Linked DNA regions of Mus musculus: all the other regions are linked to region 1. The links are chromatin contacts, called in public HiChIP or PLAC-seq and promoter capture Hi-C maps. All regions are on one chromosome and are shown on one strand. Each heading gives the region's core, a stretch centred on a gene start, on an enhancer-like site or on the middle of the called end of the contact. The rest is flanking DNA. Distances are from core to core; before and after follow the strand shown.

Region 1 (4,200 bases), core at 1,130-3,629:
CTGCCCTCAAAGGGCTGAAGAGGAACCCTCTTTGCTTGGCAGTTAGTGTTTTGTTATTTTAAGCTCTGACCCAACATAACAAGCACATCTCAGAGGGGGGAGCAAAGGGGTCTTGTTCTCCAAAGAGGAAAGAGGCACATTCCAGCAGGTCTCCAGGCATCTTCCCAGTGGGCTATTTAAAGCAGAGCCAACAGACACTCGGTGCCCAATATAACCTTGCTCCCCAGCCGTGGTCAGGGGGAGAGGGAGCCCTGGAGCTGGGCCCCATTGACTGGATACACCCTAGGTTTGGGTGAAGCCAAGCAAAGCTACTGGTAATTTTGTGTTTCCAAAACGATCAGTCCCAGGTTTGTCCAATTACTTCTAAACCAGACTTTATGCCCCAAACCTGGGGGAACTAGAGTCTCTCTTAATGCTATGTTTGGTAGAACAAATGGTAGCTTTCTCTGGTCCAGGAGGGAGAACAGGCTTGGCTGCCACTGAGGCCCACTGGTGCCCAGGCCGCTTGTGCAGCAGATTTGGAACCTTCTGTGGATGCTCCACAGGCAGTGATCAGAGAGCTAGCACAACAGAGAAGGAAACTGGCCGAGCTGGGGGACCGATTAGTGTTCCTGGGTGTGGCATGGGACATGGAGGTTCTTGCTATATAGTAAGTGTCCTGTAGGCCAGACAGCAGAAGCTTGGTCCCACAGTTTCTCTACTTCCTCCTTGTCTACTTGATCATCCAACTCCAGCTCCCCACACGGATGAGGGCAAGCAGCGTGTCTGTGCCTGATAAGAGTCATGGGGGCTCTCAGCCCCTTTTGTCCGTTGAGGAGCATCTCGAATGAGACATAACCAACAGATGTGAGAGACCTGAGAGGTCAGAGCCTAACCAGCAGGGCAGAGATGCCCACTGTGCCTGTTGAGTGTTTGAGCAACTCCATCAGTGCTGGGGCTCCGGTTTGGAGTCAAAAGTGGGTGCTTGAAGCCTTGGTGGTTCTGCTGCCCTGGTCCCCAAGTTTTCTAGACAATGGAGAGAACTTCCTGCTCTGGTGGCCAATAGAAACTAAGCGAGCTCCTCTCCTGCAGCCATAGAAGCTGGGCCTCCCTCTGAGCTCAGGGACTGCTGGAGCCTGTGTGTCCCAGATGTGGCTCAGCTGCAGTGCAGTCCCTCTGTTGCACACTTGTTAGTATTACCACAGGAGTTAGCTTCCCAGTCCCACACAAACCAGAGTGCACCCCCTCTGCTGAGCCAAAGAGACTCTCGGCCCTCCCCTTGGTTTCCAAAACTGAATGATGTTTTTCTTTCTTACTGGATAACAGTGTGTTTGCTTTGGAAGGGACGTCTCACGGGGACTTGAACCCCAGTGTGAGGACAGGAGGCAGAAGGGCTTAGCAGCCTCCTCTCGTGAGGCCCTGCCCAAGAAGGTTGTGCTTGCCCTGCACAAGGACTGAAGAGAAGAGCTGTCTGGGGGCAACCATTACAGTAGTTAGTGTGGAAGAGACTCTGGGGTCTTTTCCAAACTCATTCATGTAGTCACAAACTCCTTTCCAAACTTGGGGTTTGAATTAGGGTGCATATCCCTGGCTCAGTTTTCAGAGATCATTGCCAAAGGAGGATCAGGGGTCCTGGTAATCTAAGTGGGTGCAGAGACTCCTCCCTAGGATGATCCTGAGCCGGAAGCACACAGCGGTGAGCAGGTCAGAACTCCAAAAGACAGGAAAGCTGCTGCTCTTGTCCAGCATCCAAGTAGGCAGTTCTGCTGCTGGCTCTACCAGCTCCTGGGGCCAGAGGCCATTCAGCAGGCTGGGCACACCTTGTCCTGAGCCTTCTTGAGAACCAGGGAGGGCTCAGCCCTAATCCTTTCGGAAATGGAGGCTCAGCAAGATTGGGGGCCATATCCTAAACTCACTGAATAGAAAAGGTTTAAATGGATGTGTCCAGCAGCCCCCAGCCCCTGTGCCACACACCGAGTAGCAGTACATCCCCCTTCTCTAGTACCAGGTCCCAGGGGAAGAGCACTCAGGTATACACACAGAGGAGGTGACTAAATTCCCATAGGAGAGTGGCCTAATATATCCCCCAAGACGTTCCTCTCCGAGCTCATGCTAAGCTGTGACTCCTCGCCAGAGATACGAGACCCTGGCTGCCCTCCTTTCCCGATCCTGTCACCTCTAGCCAGTGTCTCTTACCTGGGAGCTCAGATAGTGGGGAGCCTCGAAGAGGTGTCCCAGTACAGAGCCTCTATGTACCTCCTGGAAGTCCTTTGGCCACCACCTTTGACTTCTTCACCAGCGCTGCCACTTTCCTGCCTAGGCGGCTGCTTCTCACTCGGGCACCTCCTGGTGCTAGCTCCCGGTTGCTGACAGCCAGCTGCTGTCCAGCTTCAGCGCCTCATCGCTTCAGCTTTTTTGTTGTTGGTTGTCCTGGAGATCTAGGTGTCAAATTACAGTTGTGAGGAGGAGCCCAGGGAGTCCTCCCCTGAGCTTGACTTGCCCTTCACGCCCTATGCCTTTCCCTGCCTAGAGGTCCACTCTGCTCTCTGGATCCCCAGACGGCTCCCTCTCTTATTCTTCCTCCTGTTCTGCCCTCCTCCTGCCTTTGAGCCAGGCTGTAGGCTGTAGGCTGTAGGCGGAGGGCTGGGGTTGGGCTAATGACAGAAGTGGTTGGCTGTGGTTCCCTGTGGAAATAACCCCGGGGGGCTCCGTCTGAGGTTGCCAGAGGAAGAGGGTGGAGTGACTCGCTCTTGGGTGCCCCAGCACCCTCTGGATGGCCTTTTTGGCTTGTGTCCCTGACCACCCTGGTCTGTCTCTTGGGCCACACTCTGGCTGCTCTCTCTGCCCTCTGCCAGAAAGAAAACCGGGCTACAGGATCACCCAAGCACGTCAGCAAGCTTTCAAGCAGCCCTCTGGTGTGGTACTCTGCCATCTACCCAGGGGCATCTGGGGGGAAGATGAGGATCCTAGATACTCTAAAAGTAGTCTGCGCCGGCCATGGTAGTGCACACCTTTAATTCCAGCACTTGGGAGGCAGAGGCAGGTAAATTTCTGAGTTCGAGGCTAGCCTGGTCTACAGAGTGAGTTCCAGTACAGCCACGGCTACACAGAGAAACCCTGTCTCGAAAAAAACAAAAAATAAGTAAATAAGAAAAAGAAAGAAAGAAAAGTAGCCTGCTTGTTTTAGTGAGGGGCCTTGGGTCCTTCTAAGAGAAAGGTCACTGCTGGTCTCGTTCTGCTCAGCTGTCTGCATGACAGCTCTGTTGGCCCATTAACGTTTGTCGGTCTTGCCACCAGCAGACCAGGCTGCAGGGGGAGGACTGACCTCAGCTCTGCAGTCAATGGAGCCCTTTGAATCTGAGCACAAAACCCCAGTGAGCCAGGGCTTGGGGCAGGGTGTAGACAACCATATGGTCACAGTGCCTAGATGCCAAAGCTTCTCAGAGACAGGACAGGCCACCACTGTACAGGCAGAGGGAACATTTGTCGTGTATATTCAGTGTTAGTGGGAGCTGGCTGCAAGAGCGCCCCCCAGTGGCTGTCTCAGCTGTCTTCCTGCCACTTCTATGCAGTTTTAGGGCTGTTCTTCACTTTGCTGGAGGGACCCTACTTCTTTAGAAGGTGGCATTGCAATTTGCTTTCCTTACAGTAGCCTGCTGTGTGGGGTCAGATCCGCAAGCAGTATTCAGACTAAGAAAACCCTCTGTTCCAAAGCTGTTAGTGCCGGCTAATCTTAAGCCTGGGCACTCAAACTGCCCTGCCTCGCGCTGTCTCTTCTGGTTCCCAACCCTGTACCACATTTCTGGCACTAGAGATGACTGTAAGGACCCTGATAGAACAGTGGCCTCTCCCAGGGCCTCAGCCTGGGGATCCGAAAAGAGACTGGCCTCCTGCACCAGGTGGGCTTCCTGCCACCAGCTTGGGCAGGAAGTGGTTATCCGCAGGGGAACATCTGGAGTTAGAGGCTGAGAGGGAGGCTCTAGTGAGGCTCTAGTGAGGCTGGATCTCCCTGGTGAGTGGGCTCACGAGTGACTAGGCATGATGGCCGCTCTCAGCATTGTGTGCCTCTAGCACAGTGACTCTCAGCCTTCCTCATGCTCTGGCGACCCCCAACCATAACATCCTTTTTGTTCCTTCTTTATTACTGGAATTTTGCTAGTTATAAATTGTAATATATGTTTTTTGGTGGATAGTCTTAGGTAAACCCTATGAACGGTCTTT
Region 2 (4,200 bases), core at 935-3,434, 480 kb after region 1:
GGTGGCCTTACCTTCTTCTGCCAACTCCTTGGTAATGATGAGTTTCCCATGGCGGAGGTAGTTTAGGATAGGACCAAAGTAGGTAGGGTCTCTGTCAATCAGATACGCTCCAGTCTCGTCCTGTCAACCGAGCACAGCCAAGCAACATTTTCTAAATAGCATTTCCCTAATCCGCCGGGGCACTCAGGCAACAGTCACTATGTCAGCTAAAAACCATTTATTTATTTATTTATTTATTTATTTATTTATTTACTGAGCCGGTTTTGCTACAGTTTGCTTATTTTAAACTATTGACCAGAGGCTGGCTTTAAGATCATTTCAGGTCAGATGTCTTAGACGCACAGTCACTCCCACTGCCCAGGCCTTTATTTACTGGGTAGACCCACATTCTGTTAACATTCTTCTGTAGGGTACCAGCTACAGGGAGGGGATGAAGGAAATCTCATAGCTGTGTTAAGCGTTCTGACTCCTTCACTGCCCCTGGACTACAGTCCTAATTCTGAGAAAACTTCCATTCTATTGGCAGTTCTCCTGAGCCCAAGGCCAACATCAGTGGGAGTCTGCACTGGCAGCTGCAATCTCACACACCCTATCTCTGTGCCCAGAGGAAGCTTGGTACTGCCAGGACTTGGCTCAGAGCAACTTTAATCCTACTCATCTTTACAGTAAAAGAAACAAGAAACTGGCTTGTGTTGGCCATAAGGAAGATTTAGGGTATATAAAAATAATTCCCTATAAACAGGAGTTCTGGAATCTCTTAAGGTTCCCATCAATTTGGTATCAGAGAACAGATGAAACTGATTAAGGGTTTATGCAAGTCTACTAACCATGGGAGTGCTTTATGGTATGGATGCGTTTGAGAGTCAAAGGTCAACCTGCAAAAGTTACAGTTCAAACTGGAAATGAATGACGTCTTGCCACTGCTCAACCCTGTGTTTGACGCTACACATTCTCTGGGTCCTAACCTATCAGCCCATCTTTCCAAGGAGTGCATTTACTTTCAAAAATGTACCGAAACGGTGACTGTTACGGCACAAAAGGTCTGGGACCAGGATTTTATCACCACCACAGGATGTATCACAAGCACTTCCTGCAGCCTTCAGTAGTGGACGCTATCATTAAACCCCGAGTTTAATACCACTTTACACAGGGATGGAACAGGACCTGAGTCCTCCGAAAGTGACCAAGATGTGGTCATTCACCCTGACCCAGTTCTGAATGCATTTGGCACCAGCAGCAGGGGGCCGCCCGGGAGCCAAAGAAAAACTCATGCAGATCTGAGAAGGGGTGGTCCCCAGGAGGGGCAGGGAATGTGACAGGAGCACGAAGGGGGCTCCCGTGGGTGCAGGTAGACAACTCCACGCAGGAGCAGCTGAGAAAAGAGCGGGGTGCGAAGGGAAACCGGAGTGTGCCTGAAGATGGGGCAGAACTGGGACGGGAGATCATTCTGAGGTGGCCAGTGCTAACTCGGGGGGAAGAGAGTGGACTCAAGTCCGGGTTTGCAGGACCCGCTGGAGGGAAACGCGTCCCAGAGATCGGAGCACCAGCCTGGAATGGGTCCCAACACCCGGGGGCGCGCCCGAGGGCGGGGCGCACCTTGTCGGAGTCCAGCTCCGGGTCCTCCTGGCAGCACAGGCGGCAGAGGAAGGACTTGGGCTCCCGGCCTAGGGTCTGTCTGGTGGTCACGAAGTAGGTACCGCCCACGTTGAGCCGGACCCAGCGGGCGGCCCCGCCGCCTCCCGTCCGCTCCGGAGGTCCGGGCCCGGGCTCCAGCGGCTGCGCGGCGGCGGCGGGCTGGCGGCCGTGTCCGCGGGGTGTCGGGCCCGCAGGGCGAGGGCTGGGGGGTCCGCGGCCCGAGCCGCCGCCGTCGCCCATCGCACTGCTGCCACCCCCTCCCAGCCCCGCCACTGCCGGGTCCAGCTGCAGCTCCGCCATCTTGGGCCGCCGCTGCCCGCGCGCCGCCGGGCCGGCCGACTCCTCGGCGGGGAGAGCCGGGCCGGCCCATCGGCGGGCGTGGGGCAGGGGGAAAAGGGACCCCGACGGCGCAGGCGCCGCGCCCGCCTTCCAGGACGGGACTCCATGCTCATTGGCTGAAGTGTGACATGAGACCCGCCTATTGCTCGTTCGGATTGGCCAAGGAGAGAACTTCCGGCAACTCTCTTCCGTTCCTTGCTTGCTGGAGAGAGAGCACTCCGCCGGGGGTCGGTGAAGGTGAGTGGGGTCTGAGGTGTTGGGTCGAATCTCCACGGACTCTTTTGTATTGTATTCCAGACCTCGCTTCCACACTTGTTCCAGCTCCACGGAGGACATCGGGCCTTCGAGCTGCCCCGCTAGCAGAGCGCCCGAGGTCACTGCTTTGCCCTGCTCGCTTTCCCGCGGGGCGAGCCTGGGGCCTGGCAGTGACTTAGCCAATCACCGTGAATTTAGATGTTGCCACAGACTTTTGTCTCACACTGTGTGGCGATCTCAGGAGTGGAGTTTAGGGGTCGGGAAAGCATCACAGAGTTAGGGTGGTAACTTTCAGAGAGGACAAGACACCTAGCAGACTTCAACTCTACGTCCTTCCCTTCGAATGGAGGATTCCTATTCCTCATGAGGTTTACCGATTGATCTAATTAACTATTGGTCATTCTCTATGCTTATGACCTGTGTATGAGAGCAGGCTGGCCAATTTGTCTGAGAAACAACCAGCGCTAGAGATGAATCAGATAACAAAAAGTCTGTAACTCCTGCTTTCTCCAGTGCACTTCGTTCTCTGGCATCCTTAGTTCACTTGACAACTGTCTTAGTCTCTGTCTCTGTCTCTTAGAGACGTAAGCTGTACTGAGGAAGGAAGGAAGGAAGGAAGGAAGGAAGGAAGGAAGGAAGGAAGGAGAGAGACCGGCATTTGACAACTTTGATCGATAGGAAGGTATCCCCCACTCAGAGCTTGTGTAGATGGTTTCCACTTTTCGGTTGGCTCTCTTCATAGTTATTTTCTGTATCTCGTCTTGTTTTGGTCTCAAGACCGCTTCAGTCACTTTCTTTTCACAGTATCATTTGTGTAAAAATGCCTCTGAAAGTGCACAGTATGTGTGCTGTGGACAGGATGACCTGGGCAGGACAGTTCGAGTGAATGGCCGGGGTTGTGGTGGAGAGTCAGTGGCCAAAACACAGTAGCTTAGTTAGCCTTTGGGCAGCTTATGACTTCCTTTAGAAGTGTCTGCAAAGAATAGAAATGAGTTGGGATAGAGGAAGGGCAGCCTGGTAGGAGAGAACATGTTTATATTCTGGGTTGTAGAGCTTTATTTTGATGTATTGAGACAAGCTCCCACATCTCTCATGTGACCTTGAACTTTGATTCTCTGCCTCTACCTCAGTGTTTCTGGTGCTGGAGAGGGAACCCAGGACTCTGTCCATGCCAGGCAAGCATTCTAGCAACTAGCTACATCCCTAGCCCTCTTTCCTGGTTTAAATCCGAATTCTTTCATCTGTTGCATATATATACCCATCAAATGCTTGAGCTGATCCGTCTCTTAACGACTTGTATTTCTCTGGAATGGTCTCCTTCAGGGGTTCTCTCCAAAGGCGCTGTTTTGTTTTCTAGTATCCCAAGATGGCTGGGCGTAAACTTGCTCTAAAAACCATTGATTGGGTATCTTTTGTGGAGGTCATGCCCCAAAACCAGAAGGCAATTGGAAATGCCCTGAAGTCCTGGAATGAGACCTTCCACGCCAGGTCAGTATGCTGTAAGAGGGAGCCCCCATCCTTGATGCTGAACCTGGAAGCAATGTTTTGACATTTATCACATCCACTTAGTATTTAGTAAGTATATGAGTTCGAATCTGCTGCTGTGTGTGCCATATCAAAAGGAAAACTTGTGGGGTTGGCTCTCTGCCTTCAACTATGTGATGAGTCTTGGGTATTGAATACAGGTCCTCAGGTTTAGCAACAAGCCCCTTTACCCACTTAGCCATCTTGCCAGCCCTAGCTAGGCATTTCTAATAGTTCGACAAGAGGAAAGAAACAATGTGTTCTGCAAATGAAAGCATTTTTGTGGTGGCCCTTCAGATAAAAGTGTGCTTGACACTCCAGTGTGTCAGGGATAGGAGGTTGCTGTGTAACTAGTGTCTTTTGCTCATTCCAGTCCGGGAATAACAATGCTGACTTCCTTTTCCATACGAGTAGGTTGGCTAGTCTGTCTGAGAAACCACCTGCGAT
Region 3 (4,200 bases), core at 1,084-3,583, 440 kb before region 1:
ACATGAGATGGTTTGGGGATCAAGATTAGTGACAGTCACTTATGAGGGTGCGATACGAGGAGCTTTAGACTTGCAAGTGTGTTCTTTGAAAGGCTTTCCCCAAAATGCCAGTGCCCAGGATCCTGAGGGGAGGTCGGGGGTGGAGAGTCCGGCTGCAAACTTGCCATGTGGCTGGGAATGACCTTGAACTTCGGGTTTTCCTGCCGGTACTGCCCAAGAGTTAGGATCACAGGCCTGCACCACCGCACAGCTCTCCTTTCCATGGTAATCCCACTGTTAGGGGCTCTGCTGCGCTGCGGGACGTGGGACAGGCTGAGCTTCAGATCCCATGTTGCCCCTTCTGAACACCCTGCTTCCCGTCTTTTACTTCCTCAGCATCCCGAGGGCCCCTCCCTCCCACACTTAAGGTTTACACCAGTGTAGGCTGAGCAATATCCACACCTCCTCAAAAACCAGAACAGAAACAACAGGGAAGTTCCCTGAGCCTGGGACGGCTGCACGGCTGCACGTAGCCCTTCTCCCCTGGCAGGCAGTAGGTAAGCGGTGTTCACAGTGTGGTGTGACCTGGGAGGAGGGGAAGAAGCTGAGATGAAGGAGATTCGGGTAAACAGTAGCCACAGTGGCCAGGAACCCTCGAAAAAGCCATTATAATCAGCCCTTCCGTCTCCCTTCACAAGTGCTCAGCCTGAATTCCATAATCCAGGCACCCAGGTTAGCATACCCTTTGCTCTGCCTTGCTCATTCCGCCCCTCACTCTGCCCTTTTACTTCTTGGCAAGCAGAAATAGCCCATTCACAGGGTGGCCCACTGTCAGCTGCCACACAACCCAGTCCATTTGGGAACCATCCCTTTCTTGGGGCTCAAATGTACAGAGTCAGGCATGTTCTCCTGGTGCCGTTGGCTCCTCATCACACAGTATCTGCACCTTTCCATGCTTGGTACTGCCCAGATCTTGGCCTCCTCAAAGAGCCTTTTTGCTTTACCTAATTTCATCCCACCAGAGTGTCTATCCCCTGTGACATCTGCCAGGCACAGACTCAAACCCTAAGCCATCCATCCCACTGGGGAACTAGTCCTGTCCATCTGGTGTTGGCGTGCTGGCTGCACACTTTGTTTTAGGGCCTGAACACCTGTGTGTATGTGTGTGTGTATGTGTGTGTGTGCGTGCGTGTGCTCTGTATGTGCCATCTGTGTACCCCTCACATTCATGGAGTACACTTATAGGCACATTACAGTGGGGACATCAAGATGCAATATTTATGGATTGCTGCATGATTCTTAAAAGTGAATAAAACTGTTTACAGGGGCAAGGGAGCCATTAATTACAACGTGAATTCGTTTGTGAACGTATTCGTTTCAGTCAGTGGCTCAGGCTCTTTTTAGTATTTCTGCAGACCTGGGTACAAGGCCAGCTCCATTCCTGACTGCCCTACCTGCTTCTGCATCTGCCTTAAACCCGATCACTTCCAATCCTGCAGCTCGTCAATTATTAAAGAACCCCAAAGCTGATGGCAATAGGGAAAGCTAGGGCCCAGAATCCCTTATGCTTAGTAGTTCCCATCACTTAACCAGTTCCTGGCTAAATCAGTAGAACAAATGACCTCTTTGAGAATCTTGCAGGCCCAGGGCTTTTCTGTTTTTTGCCGGCTGGCTCTGCTTCCTAGACTGTCTGAAAGGGCAGCACCTCCGCAGATGCCCCTGGAATGCCAGCTTCCGGGAACTTGAGCAGGGTGAGTGGGCGAGCTGCTTACCGGGAGACGCTGGGTTACCCTACCCGCCTCGGTGTGTCTGCGAGCTGTGTGGCCGTTTCTGCGGATTATAAGCGACAGGTGGCATCAGAGAGTCAAACTTGCCTGTGGGCACCAGAGAAGACACTCGGGGACCAGGGAAAGGCCCCAGAAACCAGACAAAGGCCACTGGCAGCCCGGTGAGGGCAAAGACTTCAAGGGCACGGTTCCCCGAGACTTGGTCTGCAGAATCCGGGGCTGGGTCCCCTCAGCGGTCAAACCCGACGCGTTGGGGGAGGGGTTCCCGGGGCCTCGAGCGGGAGCCGAGCACCCGCCGTGAGACCCAGCGCGGGGCCCTCGGGCGGGAATGCACAGAGTCGGATCTCGGTGGCGGGTAGGGGGCTGGGTGGCGCGGGAGAGGGCGGCAGAACCAGAGAGTTCCAGAGAGTTGCCGCCAGAGGAGCTGCAAGGGCCCGCGGTCTCCTTGGAGACGTACTGGCCAATGACAGCAGCGGAAGCTGTTTATGGGGGCGGGGCGTCGCCATGGCAGCAGAAGAAGCCTTCCGAGCGTCTACTTAATGCCGGTCCCCGGGCCGTCGGCGCTCAGAGAAGCGCCGTCGGGCGAGGGGGGGGGGCGCGAAGAGGGGCGCCAGCACAGCCCTCGAGCTGGGGACAGAGAACCGCGGGAGGTGGGAGGAACTTCTTCCAGAACCTTCCTCTGGCTGGCTGCGCTCTGAGCCAGGTAAGGGACTGGGAGGGCTGTGGACCACGGGATGGGAGGGCGTCGGGACCTGCTGGCTATCCAGTCCATCGGTCGCCCACAGAAGTAGTGGGGCCACGAAAATGAAATCTGAGGAGTTCGGGAGATCGCTTCCTGCTCCTCCATAACTCGGTCCTGTGACCTTCCTTTCCCGAGACCCTTCATCCTAACACCTCTTTTCAAGGATCAGATGACCTACTTTGCCCCAGCCGCGTCGTACTGACCCCCCTGGACTATTGGGATGTGATCTTAGTTTCCCACTCTTTGGGGAAAAGAGTTAGTTTGGGCCTTCCTACCCTCTTCCCTCATTGTGGCCAACAAACCCTTCAAGGGCAGATGGAGAGAGGTGGAGACGCAGGATCAGACCAGGGTCCTGTGTTTCCCTGACCTCGCCACAGGCTGCGGGGATGAATGTGAGGGGCTCCCCCCCTAAGGCGCCTCTTTCCTCTCGGGGTAGGGGAAGAGTGTTCAGTTCCGTGGTGCTCCCGCAGGCCTCACATTCGTGTTCGGAGGAGGCGACCCCCTGGGTCGCAGAATGGAAGTGAGTGTTCTGGAGACTGTGTAACTGGAGTCTGGGTTACCAGCGGGCCAGAGAGCGCGGCGGGCCACTCCGGCTCAGCCTGTGGATGTTGACCGCCCCTTCGGAGAGTCCCCGCAGACATGGCGGAGAGCTGGCTGCGCCTCTGCGGAGCGGGTCCCGGAGAGGAAGCCGGGCCGGAGGGCGGCATGGAGGAGCCGGACGCCCTGGATGACAGCCTGACCAGCCTGCAATGGCTGCAGGAATTCTCCATTCTCAACGCCAAGGCTCCCACTCTTCCCCCAGGAGGCACAGACCCCCACGGCTACCACCAAGTGCCGGGCTTGGTGGCGCCCGGGTCACCGCTGGCGGCAGACCCTGCCTGCCTTGGGCAGCCGCACACACCCGGCAAGCCCACATCGTCGTGCACATCTCGAAGCGCGCCCCCGGGGCTGCAGGCCCCGCCCCCTGACGACGTGGACTATGCCACCAACCCACACGTGAAGCCACCCTACTCCTATGCCACTCTCATCTGCATGGCCATGCAAGCCAGCAAGGCCACCAAGATCACTCTGTCGGCCATCTACAAGTGGATCACGGACAACTTCTGCTACTTCCGCCATGCAGACCCCACCTGGCAGGTAGGGGGAGGAGAGGTGCGGGTGGTGGCCACTCCCTCCTCACGACCTCCTTCTGGCACTTAGCCAGGCTCGCATACCAGATCTGCAAGGCCAAGGAGACACCTGGCTGTGAGGTCAGGCCTCATGAGAGGCCTGACCACTCTGCCAGGTTCTGAAACTGCTCCCTTGTCTGGAGCCAAGGCCCTGGAGGTACAGACGAAGTTGTAGAAGAGGGACCAATAGGGCCCGGTGTAGCCTCATGTGGGATGTAACACTAAGGCACATTCTTGTCCCGTGTCCGAAAATTCCTAGACAATGATCTGCCCGAGGAATTAGTCAGAACTGGACTCTGAAATGGAACCTAGGTGACCTCCCTGCCAACTTCTGCACCCTGCGTCTAGAGAGTAGGGCAGAGATGAGCCCCTCTGGGTACAAAGATCAGTTGTCCAGGTGGAGGGGTCAGGAAGTCATCCTGAAGCCACTGACCAGCCTCCCACCTCAGCTCCTCCCCAGTTTCCTGCCCCCACCCCCACCCTCTCAGCCAGCCTCCCTAGGGGGGCAATTACCTGAGCCAGG
Region 4 (4,200 bases), core at 1,258-3,757, 420 kb after region 1:
GCCTCCCTCTAACACATCAGCCTCCCTCTAACACATCAGCTTCCCCTCTAACACATCAGCCTCCCCTCTAACACATCGGCCTCCCTCTAACACATCGGCCTCCCTCTAACACATCGGCCTCCCTCTAACACATCAGCTTCCCCTCTAACACATCAGCTTCCCCTCTAACACATCGGCCTCCCTCTAACACATCAGCCTCCCTCTAACACATCAGCTTCCCTCTAACACATCAGCTTCCCCTCTAACACATCGGCCTCCCTCTAACACATCAGCTTCCCCTCTAACACATCAGCTTCCCTCTAACACATCGGCCTCCCTCTAACACATCGGCCTCCCTCTAACACATCAGCTTCCCCTCTAACACATCAGCTTCCCTCTAACACATCGGCTTCCCTCTAACACATCGGCCTCCCTCTAACACATCGGCCTCCCTCTAACACATCAGCTTCCCCTCTAACACATCAGCTTCCCTCTAACACATCGGCCTCCCTCTAACACATCAGCTTCCCTCTAACACATCAGCTTCCCTCTAACAGCTTCCTGCTTAGCTGCTTTGTCTACATCGCATATCCAAGATGGCTGAAATGGAAGTAGCGTAAGTAGCGTGACACACCTCCTATGGCTCCATCTGAGTTCCTGTTTATCTCTACTTTGCTTGTTTTATTCGCCACCTAGCTCCCCTTCCAGAATACAATCCCCAACCTGTTCACCATCTCCTCAGAACCTGGGCCAGTACCTTCCTTATAGGGTGCCCAATAATGACTATCTATCATGGGGCAGAGGAGATGGCTTAGTAGGTAAAAGAGCTTGCCACACAATTCTGATGACCTGAATTCGGTTCCAGGGACCTACATAAGAAAACCAGATGCAGTGTCGAGCATCTGGAACCCCAGCACTCTCTCCCCATTAGCTGGAGGCTCACGGCCCAGCTATGGAGTGCACTGCCCTACTCTGAAGGCACAGAGATCTTCCCTTAGCAACTGGAAGAGGAGAACACAACAACAACGACTACCTTAGTTTTTAGAGACGACATCTTACCACATAGCCCTAGATGGTCCAGAACTCAGTACTCACGCTAGGCTGGCCTGGAACTCGGAAAGATCTACCTACCTCTGTCTTCCCAGTACTGGGGATGAAAGGCATGTACCACTGTACTCGGGGAGAACTGACTCTTGACAAATTTCATGCATACAGCCTGGTGCACATGCATACTCACACTCATCCACACACACATGCAAACACACACCTACACAGCAAATGTAAAAGAGTCTACCTTGAATAATTCAAACGGCCTTACAATAACCCAACTATAGGAGTTCTAAGCTACCTTTGCACCTCTTGACAGTAAACAATACAAGGGCAAGCTCCAGCCGGGCAGTGGTGGCGCACACCTTTAATCCCAGCATTTGGGAGGCAGAGAGGCAGGCAGATTTCTGAGTTCAAGGCCAGCCTGGTCTACAGAGTGAGTTCCAGAATAGCCAGGGCTACACAGAGAAATCCTGTCTCAAAAAAATCAAAATCAAGCAAACAAACAAACAAAAAACTAAACTTCTTTCAAAGAGGTTTCACCCCATTTCCTCACTTATTATCTCTTTTCTAAGAGGAAGAAAGACACGACTTGTTTGGAATGAGCTGTGACCCCGATAATGTGTGGAGGAGGAGAAGGTAGGTGGTCCACACACGGCAGCTCTGCCCTAGATGAGATCCCATCCCAAACACTAGTTTGTTTAGTGACAGTGTCTTACTCTGAATCCCAGGCTGGCCCCCAAGTCGCAACCATCCTCCTGCTTCAGCCTCCCGTAATGCTAGTTTTATAGGCGAGTGGCATGCCTGACTCTCAAGTCGCTCTAGTCTATAACTTGGGGGGAGGCGCGCGGGCACGGGGGTTGGGGGCAGCCTAACTCTTACCAATAGCAAACTTGATTAGGGTTTCATTCTCTTCCGACAGAGAATCAAGGAATAAGTCCAGGACTTGTAGTTGCCGTAGGTACTGGTAGTTGCCCGGGTCATAAGCGAAGTTGGCGAGGTTGGCGAGGACTTGCTCCTTGGCATCTGCAATGGGAAGCAGCCCTGGGGTCGGACCTGTGCGGCGGCGGCTGCCGTCAGAACCCTCCTGGGTCCCTCGTGCCCACGCTACACCTCTTACCTTGGCTCTCGGTTTCCTGGAACTCTGTGACCAGCGCCTGCAAGTAGCCTAGCCGCCCGACGTGGGGGTCTATCTTGGGTTTCTGTGCCATGGCTGGGGCGGCGGAGTTGGGAGCTCCGGTAGAGGCCACAAGGCCTGGATCCTGACCTGTCCCGGCGGCGACAGAGCGGCAGCAAACCCAGTCTTGTCCTGAGATCCGCGTCTGCAGCTGGGGATGAGCTGTGGGGGTGGCCAGGGGTCTCAGGATCCTGTCTGAGCCGGATCTGAAAACCAAAATTCAACCCGGGCGAGACGCTGTGGCTTTTCGGAACTGAAGGCAGGCACGCCCCCTTACCACACTCCCTGCACCGCTTCCTGGTTCAGGGCGGAAGTCTCTCTAGCCCCGCCCCAGGAAACGGAGTGAGCGGGACCAGGACGGGATTGGGCGTGGTTACTGGGCGCCTCCTGGGCTTCCCTCCGGATTTCTAGAGCTGGAGGCTTTAACCCTCCACTGCGCAGCCGCCGCAGCGGGGATGCGTCGAAGGAGAGAGGAAGGGAGAGGGGAGGGAAAGAGGAGAAAAGGAGAGAGAGAATGGTGGATGGATTGACAGCCGGGCAGACGGATCTTCAGGCCATCTAGACATGATAGTAGTTTAATCCCAGAACACGGAGTTTAAGGACGGTTTAGTCTACAAGGCAATCCAGAGCTACATGGCAAGACCCTGGTAACAAAACAGAACATCCATCAAACCCCAAACACAATCTTAGGGTCACAAGGAGCGTCAGGGAGGGGCCCAGCTTTGCCGTGCTGTGGTGGAGGTGGAGGATGGAGGCAGTAAGGGTTTTTAGGGCAAGGGTCAGGGGTCATGTACTATGTTTGGTACCAGGGACCTGAATCACAGCAGAATGGTTTGTGTACTTCACCTTTCCCTGGCCCCCACCTCTGGGGTTTAAGTTCCAGTGATCAATCCATGCCCAACATCAACCAAGAGCAAGAGTTTTAGTCTTAGTTTGGATGCTTGAGAACCAAGGTTGCTCCGTGAGAACTCTGTGCCCTTTAGGTTTTATAAGAAGCAGGCTAGGCAGACTTCTTACATCTCAGCTCAAGATGGCCAAGCGTCTGACTAGTCAGAACATCAAAGACCTGGGGACCTGGAGCCTTTGAGATTCCAGAACAAATACTTTGCAGACTCCCCTCAAAATTTTCCAGGGATGGTCCAAAGCAGATCCTGGCTACAAAAGAGTAGACTTTGCTTCCATCTTGTCTCCAAGCCCCAGGCTCCAAAGAACTGGGATTACAGCACACCTGGGCATGGGTGGGGCTGGAGATGGAAGTGAAGGTTTGATGTACGTGACTAAACTACATTTGCACCCTCATTTCTTCGTTGCTTATTGCCCTCAGATTAATGCCATTATTACCAACGGGCAAGTGTGATGAAAATTTCCTAGCTGGAGGATCACAGATTCTATTTTTCCTGGACGTGGGCCTGTTAGCCAGCCCCAACTCTGTTTTCTGTTAGAATGAAAAATAGGTCCCTGGCATTTGCCCTTCAGAGTAGAAACTTCCTTGGGGGGTGGGGGTGGGGTCAAGCTCAGTTCTGAGTTGCGATCCGGAAAGCAGTAGGGGACATTAGACAGAGAGGCAGACTTCAATTGGAAGATGGCATCTCATACAGGCCAAAAAAATTTTTTTAATAACGTTTATTTGTGTGTGTGTATGGTGCGCGCACATGGGCACGCCACAGAACAACTTGTGGTAGTGGGGCCTCTCCTTGTCCATGTGGGTCCCAGGAATCAAACTCAAGTTGTCGGCATGCAGCCAGCACCTTTACCTACTCAGCCGTCTCCACCCAAGGTCTAGAGACAGTGAACATAAGCAACTCAGCAAATGCACGGCTGCAGTACTTCCTTTGACCATGAGGGGGCACTCGTGACAGCACCTTAGAGGAACCGATCGCCTCCTAAAGATGCTTATTCATGCCAGATGGACTTGTGGAGGAGGATGGCTGGCGTCAGTCATGAAAATAAAATCATTTTCCTGATAAGGTTTTCTTGCTGGAGCCTGGTGGAGCCTG
Region 5 (4,200 bases), core at 1,266-3,765, 410 kb after region 1:
ATAAATGGGGTTCGTATGCTTGCTTGGAGGGTTGCTTAGTGCTAAAGAACATTTGCTGGGCCAGGCAGCGGTAGCACACATTTAATCCCAACATTCAGGAAGCAAAGGCAGGTGGATCTCTTGTGAGTTTGAGGCCAGCCTGATCTACAAAGAGAGCTCCAGGACAGCCAGGGCTATGCAGAGAAACCCTGTCTCAAGACAAGAGCATTCACTGTCTTGCAGAAGACCCAGGTTCAGTTCTCAGCACCCTCTTAGCAGCTCACAGCTGGTTCTAACTCTCGCTCCACGGCCTTGAAGCTTGATGGCCTCTGAATGCTTGCAAGTGGCGCACAGATATTCACGTGAGGGGGCAGAGGTGGAGGCAGAGGTATCTGGAATTAGTGGCAAGCCCAGGTAGGGAGTGAATTTGAGGCAAACTTGGATGCATAAAACCCTGTTGCAGCCGGGCGTGGTGGCGCACGCCTTTAATTCCAGCACTCGGGAGGCAGAGGCAGGTGGATTTCTGAGTTCGAGGCCAGCCTGGTCTACAAAGTGAGCTCCAGGACAGCCAGGGCTATACAGAGAAACCCTGTCTCAAAAAAACAAAAACAAAAACAAAAACAACAACAACAAAAAAAACCCTGTTGCAAAAAAAGTAAGGGGTGTGTGTCCAGGAGATGTTGGGAGAAGCCTGAGTTAAATAGGGTAAAGATACAATATGTATGGGATACAATATGTATGTATGGGATTCTCAGAATATTTTAAAAGTTACTGAAAGGGCAGGAGAGAAAAAACAGCAGATGAACTTTAACTCAGTTTATGTGAAAATTGGTTTGGCTTAGTGAAAATTCAGTCCCTAAGTAAGAATTCACCGGGATATGTTGTTGTTGGTTTGTTTTACCAGTTTTGTTTGCTTTTTTGTGTTTTTAAAAAAAATGTTTATAAGGAAAAAAACAAAAAATAAATAAAAATAAAAAGAATAAAGGAAGAAAAGAAAAAAATTGTTTATTTTATTTTTTTAAAAGGTTCTATATTTTATTACTAGACAAACACCCTAATTTAAGACATGAGCAAGTCTCCAGGTTAAAAATGTTGAAATCTGTCTGGTAGGACTGATTGCTGACCACAACTCAGTATAAACCCTCAGTCTTGCCATTGTGTGAATCCTTACAGACCCAGCTTTGTTCTCCTCCAGTGTCTTCTAAGAGAAGAGTTGAACCTGACGTTGTTACCAGTTTTCATCCGGATCCACTGAGGAATGGGGCGATTTTGCTTTTGTTTCTTGGCCAGGAATCGCTTGATTCGGAAAGTCTTGTGAGAAGACATGGCAAGAAGCCGAATCAGGCGTAATGCGCAGGATGGCAGAGGAAAGGAGAACCGAATCAGGCGTAATGCGCAGGATGGCAGAGGAAAGGAGAAGAGCTTTTTTTATTTTTAATTTCATTTATATGAGTACACTGTAGCTGTCTTTAGACACACCCGAAGAAGGCATCAGATCCCATTACAGATGGTTGTGAGCCACCATGTGGTTGCTGGGATTTGAACTCAGAACCCGGGGAAGAGCAGTCTGTACTCTTAACCGATGCTGAGCCATCTCTGCAGCCCAAATTTGTTTAAGATAAGGTCTTCACTAAGTAGCTCTGGCTGTCTTGGAACTCAGAGGTCTGCCTCCTGGGTGTGAGGATTAAAAATGTGCGCCACTACACTCTGCTCCTTTGTTGTTTTAAACTGGCTTTTCTTCAAGTGAGATGTCGGGCTCCATGCTGACAAACTTCTGCCATGGGTTAGAAGTCATGTCTTATCGGGGTGTAGCAGTGCCCACCTTTAAACCCAGCACATGGAAGGCAGAAGCAGGCAAACCTCGGGGAGTTTGAAGCCAGTCTGGTTCACAGAGTTTCAGGACAGCCAGGGCTATGTGGAGAAACCCTGAGTCGGGGGTGGGGGGGGAGTCATTACTCAAATCTGCATTTATAGGTTGGAAAATTGATGTGATGTCGCCATTGACTCTGAAATCTACAAGAATAAGTTGTGTCTCTGTGTGTGAACGCTTAACATTTTCTAGAGGGACATACAAGTTTTCGATTCTACCGGAGACCTCGGGTCCACAGGAAAAAGTAGTGGACGCAGATTGAAAACAATGTTACTGTTTCAAACCAAGTCTGGCTTATGAGTCCGGTCTCTTGAGAGCCCAGCTCATGCCCAGCTCATGCCCACGGTTGTCTTTAAGGGGTCCTTCTCATCCCTTGAACTGGGAGACTCACGATCCTGTCAGCTTCCAGCCTGGACAAACATGGGAGAGGCAAAGGATGCATTCAGCATGCGAAGCAGGTTCCCCATTGCCAAGAAAGTATTTCGGATCTTAGAGGTTATGGGAGAGGGATTCTGATGCTGCACATGAGCGGCAGCCCCGTAAGGGACGCAATGCCATCCTGGGCACCTGGTTGGCCACTCTGTGCAAATGAACAAAGTCCGGCCCGCCCCTACCCCGGTCCCGGAAGCTTGTTTCCGGGTCTGGCATCTTCCGTGCTTGCCGCTGTGCTCTGCGGAGACACCGGGCGTGGCAATGGCGGTGAAGCGGCCCGTGCGCGTGCTGGTGGACATGGACGGCGTGCTAGCTGATTTCGAGTCCGGCCTCCTGCAGGGTTTTCGCCGCCGCTTTCCCGAGGAACCGCACGTGCCGCTGGAACAGCGCCGGGGCTTCCTCGCCAACGAGCAGTACGGAGCTCTGAGGCCGGACCTGGCGGTAGGAGACCCGATGGGGAACCTCTAGGCTGAGTTCTCTTCTAGGCAGCCAAGCTGTGCGAATCCACAGTTCACCCCCGAACCAGAAAGCTTGAAAGGGTACACACACACACACACACACACACACACACACACTAGAACCGAGGTCTCCTGCAGAATCTTTGTGTGTGTGTGTGTCCTCTTTGGGGCTCCCCCTACTGGAAAGCAGGAGCGGGACCAAGATCTCTCTCTTTCAGGAAAAAGTGGCCAGTGTGTATGAATCTCCAGGCTTTTTCCTAAACTTGGAGCCCATCCCTGGGGCCTTGGACGCTTTGCGAGAGATGAACGACATGAAAGAGTAAGGAGGGTGAGGAGGGGGCGGCGGGAAGACGGCCAGTGCCCCAGGCCTAACTGCACCCCTTCTCCGCAGCACCGAGGTCTTCATCTGCACCACCCCACTGCTGAAGTACGACCACTGTGTGGGCGAGAAGGTGCCGGCGCCTGCGCTGATTTAAAAAAATAAACCAGAAAATGGGGGCTGGGTGAAAGGGGTCCCGCGTGTTTGAGGGCTAGTCCCACTTAAGCCCCCATGCCTTACTTATCTTGCATTCTGAGCCTAGCAAGTTCCACTGACCTCTCCCCACCCCTCCCGCCTATACAGTACCGCTGGGTGGAGCAGAACCTGGGGCCAGAGTTTGTGGAGCGGATTATCTTGACTAGGGACAAGACGGTGGTCATGGGAGACCTGCTCATTGATGACAAAGACAACATTCAAGGTTGGGCCAGCCAGTTAACCTTGACAACCCCCAGGCATCTGGCCTGCTGGGATTAAGGAGGAGTAAAAATGACCCAATTACAGAGCGCACGCTGTCTTTACTGCCCAGGCCTAGAGGAGACCCCAAGCTGGGAGCACATCTTGTTCACCTGCTGCCACAATCAGCACCTGGCCCTGCCCCCCACCAGGAGACGGCTGCTTTCCTGGAGTGACAACTGGAGGGGGATCATTGAGAGCAAGCGAGCCAGCCTGTGAAGGACCCTGAGGTGGACAGGACCCTGCCTGGACAGGTGACTTTCTTTAATCAGGGAGCCACTTGAACAGACTGCTTTCCGGCTCCTCCCAGGAGGCCTACACGGGAAAGAAGGAGACTAGCACACAAATACAGTGGAGAAAATCAGGAGGTTTTTAATAAAAATAAAAACCAAACGCGAGGCTTTGGATCTTTGATGCTCCTTTTCCTTTTCAGCTCAGGATGGGAGCGGGAGCCTTCCTTCATCCAGTGGCTGTACGACAGCCCCTCTCCAGCCCTTGTAGATCTCCTTCCTCAGCTTTCGTTGTCCATCTGAGGGGGGACAATGCTGAGTGATCAGGGCCCCCATTTTCCCTAAACTCCACTTCCTGTCAGGACTGCTCTTCGCTTATCCCCTAATTCCATTTTTTCTTCTCAGTGGCAGAGGAGGGCGGGGTAACCAGTTACAGGAGCTCGTTAGACTCTATCGGAC
Region 6 (4,200 bases), core at 921-3,420, 380 kb before region 1:
AGGTCCATGGCGCGACGTCGTGGTGCGCTCCACGCTGGGTGGCACACCGTCAGATTGGCCAGCTGCGACTGACTGTAGTAGCTCAGGTAGGGCCCGGAGAAGAGCAGTGCTAGCCCCCAGATGAGCCCGATGGCCGCCAGCGCGTTTCGAGGTGTGCGCAACTCTCGGGAGTGCAGCGGGTAGCGGATGGCCAGATACCTGAGTGGACAGTGGGGCGGGGGGGACGACGACGACAGGTAAGCGAAAGGATTCACTAATTCACTGCTAGACCATTACCAACCCTGAGAATGTGGCCACTGACCTACCACGCGAAAGGGCATCCCCAAACCACCGAAAACTAAAAGTTGTAGAATATGCCAGGACTTCTGGGGGCAGTGATTATTATCCTCTTGTGACAACCGAGGGAGACAGATCTCTAATGCCTGAGGCTCTCTGACAGACAACCCGGAGAAGACTTGGGTAGAGCAAGGAAATCCCTGAAGAAAGCTGAAGTTTTGTGCGTCCCACCAGCGGACTCAGAACCCACATGTTGCACTCAGTGGAAAGCAGAGAATGAGGATCTCCGCCTCTCTTCACCGCTCTACTGTGGGAAGGGCCAAGTGATGCGAAGGGGCAGGGAACTAATGACATCCTTCCCAGGACCTGTTTCTAGTGTCTTTTCCAGTCACGAGTCCTTCAGAGCATTCTGGAAGTTTCTCTTTCTGGGTCCTTTAGCTAGGGAAGGAACATCAAACCGCAGGCGTCTCCGGGCGGGGAGCCTTGGCCTGGAAGGCTTTAGACGTCCGCTAGGAGCCCTCACTCCCGCTGCCTTGGACTTCAGCATGGGTCTATCCAAAGTACAGCTCAGTCCTAAGCCTAAAGCCGGACAACGCTCCAGGTGCTGAGCTTGGGGCCAAGAAGCAAATGCCTCTCTGCAGCTCTCAATTAGCATTTGAATACTGGCAAGTTACTTTGCAAGCCAACTCTGGTCTGAGTACTGCAATGTTTCTGAGAGACTTTTAGCTCAAGCAACAATAACGTAAAGACCCCAGAAATCCGATTTCTCCAGCCTTCGAGGTCTGAGGACCGACTTAATCAAGGGACACTCTTAGTCACGGAGTCTTAGTCCCCTTTCCCCTTGCGTTTCACGGCCTCGGGCCACTTTGTAATTTTAGTGTTCTCCCCGACTACGCATCCCTTCTGGATCCTTGCGTGGCGACTCCAGTGCAAGCTCCTACCTGGGTACCCAGTTCTCAGACACCACAGAATGTTCACTCACCTGTCCAGCGAGACAGCGGCCAGCGTGAAGCTGCTGGCGTGCATAGTGAGGAAGATGAGGAAATGAACGGCCTTGCAGAGCAGTGAGCCAAACACCCAATCGTCCAGGGTATAGATGGTGGCCTGGAAAGGCACGCAGCACAGGATGAAACACAGGTCGGCCACACCCAGGTTGAGGATGAATAGGTTCGTGGTGCTGACCGCCTGGCCGCCGCGCAGCAGCACCGCCAGCACCAGCGCGTTGCCCACAGCGCCCACGAGGAAGATGAGCGCGAAAAATAGGGGTACGAGGACCGCCTCGGGCTGCCAGCCGCCGCCACCTTCCTGGCTCGAGTCCTCCGCCCCCTGGCTGTCCGAGCCATTCATGGTATCACCAAAGCAGACGCCGCCCTGGCTCCCGCAGCCGTCCGGGTCTTGGTGAGCGCGTAGCTCCCTGGCTGCAGCGCCCCAGCAAGACTGTCGAGCTCCAAGAGCCAGAGCAGGGGTGCGCGGGGGACGGGAGGAGGAGCGAGCACCCAGAGTATAGGATGGTACCCCGCTCCGGCCTGCAGCCGAGAGAGGAGCTGTCGAATGACCCTGACTCCATTTGGCTCCCGCGCTCAAGTCCTGGGACCCGCTCTGCTTTAGACTTGAGTCGGTCACTAGCGAGTCACACTGTTCCTGGATTGGTGGAGGGAGCAGGGTGCGTGTGGGACATGGGGCGCCTTTAAGAGATCCATCCCATTCTTGGAATGAGGGGGCTGACACAGATTACTGGCCCTGTGGTTGGTCACCCCTCAACGCCCCCTTCCCCCAAACACAAAGTGTTATGGCCAGCCATATTTCTAGGCCTCTCCCATTTCTAAATCCTTGGAATACCTCAGCCTGCCACACAAGGAACTCCAGAGACCAACCCAGAAGAGGCAGAAAGGAGGGCGGTTTTTTTTTTTTTTCCTCCTTGTTTTGAGACTGGGTGTTCCTGTGGAGCCAAACTAGCCCAGACTCACCCTTTTGCATTAGCTTCTGTGGTACTGGGACTTTAGCCATGCGCCACTATGTCCGGCCAGAATGGAAATTTTCATCTTTTTTTTTTTTTCATCTGCTAAGTATTTTCCCTCCCTCTTAACCCAGAAGTTCGCTGAATATGTACTAGTATCACCTTGTCTGTGACCCTCTCTTCCCTTGTCTGGGATGGAATGGTCTGGAAACACTGCCTCAAAGAGGTGTGAGGTAAGAAATACTAGAAGGGTTGGAGCAAGGCTCAGCGGTTAAGAGCACTTGCTGCTCATGCAGAGGACCCAGGTTCGGTTTTCAGCACCCACATGGCAGCTCTCACAGCTGCTTGTAACTCCAGTTCCAGGAGATCTGGTACCCTCTTCTGCTCCATGGGCTCCTGAATAAATATGATGCACATACACTCACAAAGACCCATGTGCGCATGCACGCGCGCGCGCGCGCACACACACACACACACACACACACACACTGAACAAATAAATCAAATATAGGGAGATGTAAGACTAGAAACCAGTTTATTAATGGATCAAATCTATTAAAGCATTCAATCTTTATTTAAAAGGGGGTGGTGGTGGTGAAAGATGGTTCAGCAGTTAAGAGCACTGACTGCTCTTCCAGAGGTCCTGAGTTCAATTCCCAGCAACCACATGGTGGCTCACAACTAGCTGTAATGGGATCCAATGCCCTCTTCTGGTGTGTCTGAAGACAAAGACAGTGTACTCATATAAAATAACTAAATAAATCTTTTTTAAAAATTCAGTTCTTGGCCATAAATATTCTTTTCCTAAAACTGGGCTTTGTTGACCCAGACATGGAATAACAGCACTCTGAGGACTGAAATGGGAGAATTGCAAGTTCAAAGCCACCCTGGATTGCAGAGTGAGTTGCAGGCTAGCCTGAGCCACCAGTGAAATCCTGTCTTAAGAGGACTGGGATGTTCCAGGTGTGGTGGTGCACACCTTTAACCCCAATCCCCAGGATGCAGGCAGGAGGGTCAATATCTGTGAGTTGGAGGCCAGCTTGAGCTACAAAGAAAGGCATTATCAAAAATAAAAATAAAGAAAAAAGAATGTGATAATAGTTGTCATCATATGTGTGTCCCCTGGGGATTGAATCCAGGGCCTCAGGCATGCTTGGTAAACACTCTGCCACCAAGTCATATCCTTATTGCAGAAAAACATAATTTAGCTAGATGTGATATATATATATATATATATATATATATATATATATATATATATATATATAGTGTCAGCTACTTAGGCATCCAAGGCAGAGGACCATTTGAGTCCAGAAGTTCAAAGCCAGCCCAAATAAAACAATGAGACACTGTTAAAAAGAAAACAAGAGGGCTGGTGAGATGGCTCAGTGGGTAAGAGCACCCGACTGCTCTTCCGAAGGTCCAGAGTTCAAATCCCAGCAACCACATGGTGGCTCACAACCATCTGTAATGAGATCTGACTCCCTCTTCTGGTGTCTGAAGACAGCTACAGTGTACTTACATATAATAAATAAATAAATCTTTAAAAAAAAAAAAAAAAAGAAAAGAAAACAAGAAAACTAAACCCAAAACCCACAACCAAACATCTGAACTTAGGTATAATGGCGAGGAAACAGCCCACTATCGGGGGTTGGGGGTGGAGGGAGATACAGAAAGAGGGAGCAGGAAGGAAAGATGCCCTACTGTAGGAATGTGGTGGGTCCCTAAGTCATGGCTGGCATGGCTCAATTGAATGAGTAAGAAAAGTGGCAAGAGCCAGGCAGTGGTGGTGCACACCTTTAGTCCCAGCACTTGGGAGGCAGAGGCAGGTGGATTTCTGAGTTTGAGGCCAGCCTGGTCTACAGAGTGAGTTCCAGGATAGCCAAGGATACACAGAGAAACCCCGTCTCGAAAAAACAACAACAACAACAAAAAACAAAACAAAACAAATTTGTAAATTTTTTTTT
Region 7 (4,200 bases), core at 1,076-3,575, 390 kb after region 1:
GGTGAGATGGCTCAGTGGGTAAGAGCACCCGACTGCTCTTCCAAAGGTCTGGAGTTCAAATCCCAGCAACCACATGGTGGCTCACAACCATCCGTAATGAGATCTGATGTCTTCTTCTGGTGTGTCTGAAGACAGCTACAGTGTACTTACAAATAAATAAATCTTAAAAAAAAAAATTTTAAAAAACAAAGGGAATTCCAGGACAGCAGGGCTACGTAGATAACACAGAGAACAAAACAAAACCCCTGGAATTTCAGCACTTTTTCTGTTACGGACTCTTTAAGATTGCTTCATTAGGTTTCCCAGTCCAGCCTGGTCTTCAGAGTGAGTTCCAGGACAGCCAGGGCTACACAGAGAAACCCTGTCTCAAAAAAAAAAAAAAAAAAAAAAAGATTGTCCTAAACTGGACAGTGGTGGCGCACGCCTTTAATCCCAGCACTCTGGAGGCAGAGGCAGGTGGATTTTTGAGTTCAAAGCCAGCCTGGTCTACAGAGTGAGTTCCAGGACAGCCAGGGCTACACAGAGAAACCAAAAAAAGAAAAAAAAGAAAAAAGAAAGAAAGAAAAGAAAGAAGGAAAGAAAGATTGTCCTAGTGGTGAAAGGTCTCATTCATCTCCACCCAGAAGCATGGAAAGCTGAAGGCTTATTTGGGGCGTGGAGAAAACATTGTTATTTCCTACACGTTGGTCAGGTTAAAGAGCGGATTTACGGTTTTTGTTAGCCATCTACCCTGCATAGTGGCACTGCCCTATATTGCCAGGAGTAGGGAGGAGTGCTGGTGTAACCAAACATTGGGACGGTACTAAAGCATCGGCAGCGGGATGTGGGGTGATGGTGTAGCACAGGCTAATCCAGTTAGCGCAGGCTAATCCAGGAATTCTTTTCATTTGTTTCTGTTTTTTTTTTTTTTCCTAGACGGGGGGGTAGGGGTGAGGGTGGGTGGGGTGGGTGGGTGGGGGGGTGGGGGTGGGGTGGGGGGGGAGTTCTCTGTGTAACATCTTTGGCTGTCCTAGACTCTTCTGCCTCCTTAGTGCTGGGTTCAAAGGTGTAGACCACTGTGTGCCCCCCGCCCTTTTTGAGGCTAAGAAATCTTGCTTCTGCCTCCAGGGTGCTGGGATTAGGGGTGTGCAGCACCCCCACCTCGGACCTTAAAAAAAAAAAATTCCCTCTCCAACACGGTTTCTCTGTGTAACTCTGGCTAGCCTAGAACTCGGAGATCCACCTGCCTCTGACTCCTGAGTTGGTGCTGGGACTAAAGGATTAAAGGCATGTGCTACATCGCCTGGCAAAAGATTTACGTTGTGTACATGTGTGTGCCTGCATGTAACTGCCCAGGTCAGGGAACTGGAGCTACAGTTTGGAGCTGCCCTGTGAGTGCTGGCAACTGAACCTAGGTCCTCTGCAGTACTAGCATATGGCCTTAACACGACATCCCTTCTCTCTTTCCTGCTTTCCTTCTCTGCCTCCCCCTCATTTCTTTTTGACAGGGTCTCACTGTTTAGACCAGACTGGCTTGAAACTCAAAGTGATCCTCCTGCCTCAGTCTCCCAAGTTAAGGCATTGCAGGGAAGTGCCGACACATCCTGCTGAGGTAGCTTTCTATTTAGGTAGCTAGGTAGTGTGTATGTGTGTGTGTGTGTGTGTCTCAGTGCGTGGGTGCGTGGAGGTCAGAGGTTCAAGAGTTGGGTATCCGAAATAATCAAACTCAGAGCTGAAATCAACCAAGTAGAAACAAAAAGAACTATACAAAGAATCAACAAAACCAGGAACTGGTTCTTTGAGAAAATCAACAAGATAGATAAACCCCTGGCCAGACTAACTATAAGGGACAGAGACAGTATCCAAATTAATAAAATCAGAAATGAAGACATAATAACGAAGTATATCTTAAAATAATTATTCTGCTTGTTGAGTATTAACAGTTGAAAATATTAAAATCATGTTCTACAAAAAAAAAAAGAGAGTTGGGTCTCTTACACGTTGTGGGTCCTGGAGATTGAACACGGGTTGTCATGCTGGGTGGCAAGGGCTTTTCCTTATGAGCCACCTCGACAGCCCCTCAAGTAACTTTTTAAAGTGACCGTGAACACTTGAGCACCACCAGATTGTCGAGGGCGTGGAGGAGGGGAGACCACAGCGGCCTTTCTCTGTACAGGAAGGGGGCGGGGCTTAGGCCGAGCCGTCTCCCGCGCAGCCCGTCCTGACGCCGATCTATGATTAGCACTGTAGCTAACCAATAGAAATGAAGAGATCTTTTTAAATTGCCCAATGGCGGCATGTGGAGGGTGGGCCCTATTGGCTCTATAAAATGGGAGTCCGGCGAGCCCCGCGGCGGTAGAAGCTCGTGGAGCCCTGGTGGTTTAGCTTTTGGAGTCGTCTGCGCCTGTTGGTCCCAGTCCCCCTTGGCGTTTTCAGGGCCAGCCTACCTCGCCCCTTGGCGCCATGACCACTACCACTACCTTTAAGGGTGTGGACCCTAACAGCAGGAACAGCTCCCGGTAAGGCGACAGGGTAGGGCTCGAGCCCTCCAGGGCTTGTGGGGACCGCGGGGCGTTGGTGGTAACGGGCCGGGAGCACCGCGCTCGCGCCCGGGGGAGGGTGGCAGAGTAAGGAGTGGGCGCCGCTTTGTGCGGCAGGACTGCCTCGGCTTGTGGCCCCGCCCCAGTCGTCCCTTCTATTCATTTCTCCCCGGTAACGACAGCTGAGGGGGACTGTGGGTGGCGGCCCTTTGCCGTACGGCAGGTTGGAGTCGGTGAGAGTGTGCGGGAGGATCTTCTTTCAGCCACCCGCGGCGACACTGGTCGGGTCCAGGATGGTGGGCTTGGTCTCCCAGGAGCCCAAGGAGCCTGCAGGGCCCTGGGCCCATTGTCCCACATGAGGGCCATGCGCTCCCGCTTCTGGCTCGGGCGTGTGCTGGCCCCGGCCTTGGGCGCTGCGAGCAAATCTGAGCACTGATCCGGCTGGTCTGCAGGCTCTTTTCCTCGTGGTGGCCCGCCGGGGTGTCCGTGTCTGCGCAGCAGGTGCACCTCTGGTAGGGCGGGGCTGGTCATCCCCTCCCTCCACTTCCAGCCCTGGACAGGAGCTCTCTTATCAAAGTGCCTCCCTGCGCCTAACAAAGGAGAGATCGGGTCTCCTCCCCCTCCCCACGCCCACCTCCGAATGCGCGGGGCCGTGAGCCTGCTCAAATGGGTTTTCTGCGCTCAGGTCCTCGGACCTCTGCCCTTCCATGTCGCCTTCTTTACTTCTCCCATTGACTTTGGCCGAATGAGTTCACCCCAGAGCAGGCTTCTCTTGGAGGAGGAGGTTGTCTGTGCTTGGGCGGGGCTAGGGAGCCATCCATTGTCTCTCCAGTAGTATGTAGTATCCCTTCCTGGAAGCTGGGATCTTGCTTGTCCCCAGTACACTGCATTTTGGGAGGAGCTCTGTGACTGGACTGGGACCCGTTTCCTACCCCTCACTTAACTTGGTGAAGATATTTTGTTCAGCGGAGGGAGTCCATCTACATCGTCTCAGCTAGTGGCACACAGTCCCTTAAGTTGGCTTTCAGGCATCTCTTTGATCTTCCCAAAGGCTTGGTTCCATGTTCTCTGGCCATGTATTTTCCATTGATGATGACCCACAGTTGAGTGTGACCAAGCCTTGGGGTCCCGACCAAGTGGCACAAAAGGGAGCCATTTTGTGGGGCTAAGAAGGCAGCGTGGAACAGCAGTGTCTCTCACAGGGGCTTGACAACTTGCTGACAAAAAGCAGCCTCCTTGAGTAGTCTTATGAGGAAGCTGGGGCAGCTACAGACTGCTTTCAGTTTCAGGAAGTAGTAAAAGAATTGGTGTGATGGAAGGGAACTGAAGGGGTCAGCGCTTACAGGGCGGGGCAGAACTGGAGATTAGACCTAGGAGACTGGGTCACTCCCTCTTGTTGTCATCCTTCAAATGAGGTAATTTGTTACAAAGGACACAGGGACAGATTGAGCCCTGGGTTTTTGTTTTGTGTGATGAGGCCAACTTTTCCTGGTCTGACACTGGTTCCTGGCAAGACAATGTGTAATCTGGGTTTTATTTTTTGGGACTCAAAGCTCAGCTCCAGGCTTTGTAGAGCATTTCAGAGCCCAGGGCCTTTCATGCGTGCTTGACATGAGACAAATACAACGTGTTTGCAGCCTCCTTTGCCACTGCTTGCCCTCCAGTGTTGGTGCTAAGGTTC

What was found. Promoter capture Hi-C pulls out the DNA fragments that hold promoters and counts their contacts. HiChIP or PLAC-seq counts read pairs in DNA pulled down with a chosen protein or histone mark.
Region 2: an HNF4G HiChIP or PLAC-seq map of pancreatic cancer cells shows a contact between it and region 1. The contact joins the promoter of Atp5h here to the promoter of Smim5 in region 1. A contact is called at or near these places in 1 of 39 promoter capture datasets (pre-B cells), 2 of 115 datasets of contacts at active chromatin or transcription factors (bone marrow-derived macrophages and pancreatic cancer cells) and 1 of 9 other capture datasets (adipose tissue).
Region 3: an HNF4G HiChIP or PLAC-seq map of pancreatic cancer cells shows a contact between it and region 1. The contact joins the promoter of Foxj1 here to the promoter of Smim5 in region 1. A contact is called at or near these places in 2 of 39 promoter capture datasets (the C10 cell line and pre-B cells) and 2 of 115 datasets of contacts at active chromatin or transcription factors (embryonic stem cells and pancreatic cancer cells).
Region 4: a promoter capture Hi-C map of liver shows a contact between it and region 1, with 2.7 times the contacts expected there. The contact joins the promoter of Armc7 here to the promoter of Smim5 in region 1. A contact is called at or near these places in 2 of 39 promoter capture datasets (liver and pre-B cells), 1 of 115 datasets of contacts at active chromatin or transcription factors (pancreatic cancer cells) and 3 of 9 other capture datasets (adipose tissue, liver and pancreatic islet).
Region 5: an H3K4me3 HiChIP or PLAC-seq map of bone marrow-derived macrophages shows a contact between it and region 1, with 5 times the contacts expected there. The contact joins the promoter of Nt5c here to the promoter of Smim5 in region 1. A contact is called at or near these places in 3 of 39 promoter capture datasets (liver and pre-B cells), 1 of 15 datasets of contacts at CTCF or cohesin (the NIH/3T3 cell line), 1 of 484 Hi-C or Micro-C datasets (embryonic stem cells), 3 of 115 datasets of contacts at active chromatin or transcription factors (T-cell acute lymphoblastic leukemia, bone marrow-derived macrophages and pancreatic cancer cells) and 2 of 9 other capture datasets (adipose tissue and liver).
Region 6: an HNF4G HiChIP or PLAC-seq map of pancreatic cancer cells shows a contact between it and region 1. The contact joins the promoter of Galr2 here to the promoter of Smim5 in region 1. A contact is called at or near these places in 9 of 39 promoter capture datasets (cranial neural crest, embryonic stem cells, fetal liver and 5 more), 1 of 115 datasets of contacts at active chromatin or transcription factors (pancreatic cancer cells) and 3 of 9 other capture datasets (adipose tissue, liver and pancreatic islet).
Region 7: a contact with region 1 is called in a FOXA1 HiChIP or PLAC-seq map of pancreatic cancer cells. The contact joins the promoter of Jpt1 here to the promoter of Smim5 in region 1. A contact is called at or near these places in 4 of 39 promoter capture datasets (hippocampal neurons, liver and pre-B cells), 2 of 115 datasets of contacts at active chromatin or transcription factors (bone marrow-derived macrophages and pancreatic cancer cells) and 2 of 9 other capture datasets (adipose tissue and liver).

Annotation. Positions count from the first base shown.
Region 1 is chr11:115,898,318-115,902,517 of GRCm38.p6, reverse strand. Smim5 (small integral membrane protein 5) reads right to left here and starts at 2,379. Exons shown (of 3, transcript NM_183259.3): 1 at 2,176-2,379. The region is part of intron 7 of Recql5 (RecQ protein-like 5); the gene reads left to right.
Region 2 is chr11:115,417,903-115,422,102 of GRCm38.p6, reverse strand. Atp5h (ATP synthase, H+ transporting, mitochondrial F0 complex, subunit D) reads left to right here and starts at 2,184. Exons shown (of 6, transcript NM_027862.1): 1 at 2,184-2,211; 2 at 3,587-3,717; 3 at 4,168-4,200. The coding sequence starts at 3,596. It overlaps Kctd2 (potassium channel tetramerisation domain containing 2), which reads right to left and starts at 1,977. Exons shown (of 6, transcript NM_183285.3): 1 at 1,597-1,977; 2 at 12-120. The coding sequence starts at 1,935.
Region 3 is chr11:116,333,487-116,337,686 of GRCm38.p6, reverse strand. Foxj1 (forkhead box J1) reads left to right here and starts at 2,333. Exons shown (of 3, transcript NM_008240.3): 1 at 2,333-2,469; 2 at 2,979-3,645. The coding sequence starts at 3,148. It overlaps Rnf157 (ring finger protein 157), which reads left to right. Exons shown (of 19, transcript NM_027258.1): 19 at 1-1,342.
Region 4 is chr11:115,473,974-115,478,173 of GRCm38.p6, reverse strand. It overlaps Armc7 (armadillo repeat containing 7), which reads right to left and starts at 2,507. Exons shown (of 3, transcript NM_177778.5): 1 at 2,147-2,507; 2 at 1,909-2,052. The coding sequence starts at 2,237. It overlaps Slc16a5 (solute carrier family 16 (monocarboxylic acid transporters), member 5), which reads right to left. Exons shown (of 4, transcript NM_001080934.1): 4 at 3,776-4,200.
Region 5 is chr11:115,490,129-115,494,328 of GRCm38.p6, reverse strand. It overlaps Nt5c (5',3'-nucleotidase, cytosolic), which reads left to right and starts at 2,515. Exons shown (of 5, transcript NM_015807.1): 1 at 2,515-2,722; 2 at 2,958-3,058; 3 at 3,131-3,191; 4 at 3,362-3,476; 5 at 3,585-3,904. The coding sequence starts at 2,543. The coding sequence ends at 3,730. Armc7 (armadillo repeat containing 7) reads right to left here. Exons shown (of 3, transcript NM_177778.5): 3 at 3,863-4,200. It also overlaps the pseudogene Gm11694.
Region 6 is chr11:116,278,909-116,283,108 of GRCm38.p6, reverse strand. It overlaps Galr2 (galanin receptor 2), which reads right to left and starts at 2,170. Exons shown (of 2, transcript NM_010254.4): 1 at 1,259-2,170; 2 at 1-198. The coding sequence starts at 1,623.
Region 7 is chr11:115,512,518-115,516,717 of GRCm38.p6, reverse strand. Jpt1 (Jupiter microtubule associated homolog 1) reads left to right here and starts at 2,325. Exons shown (of 5, transcript NM_008258.2): 1 at 2,325-2,498. The coding sequence starts at 2,443.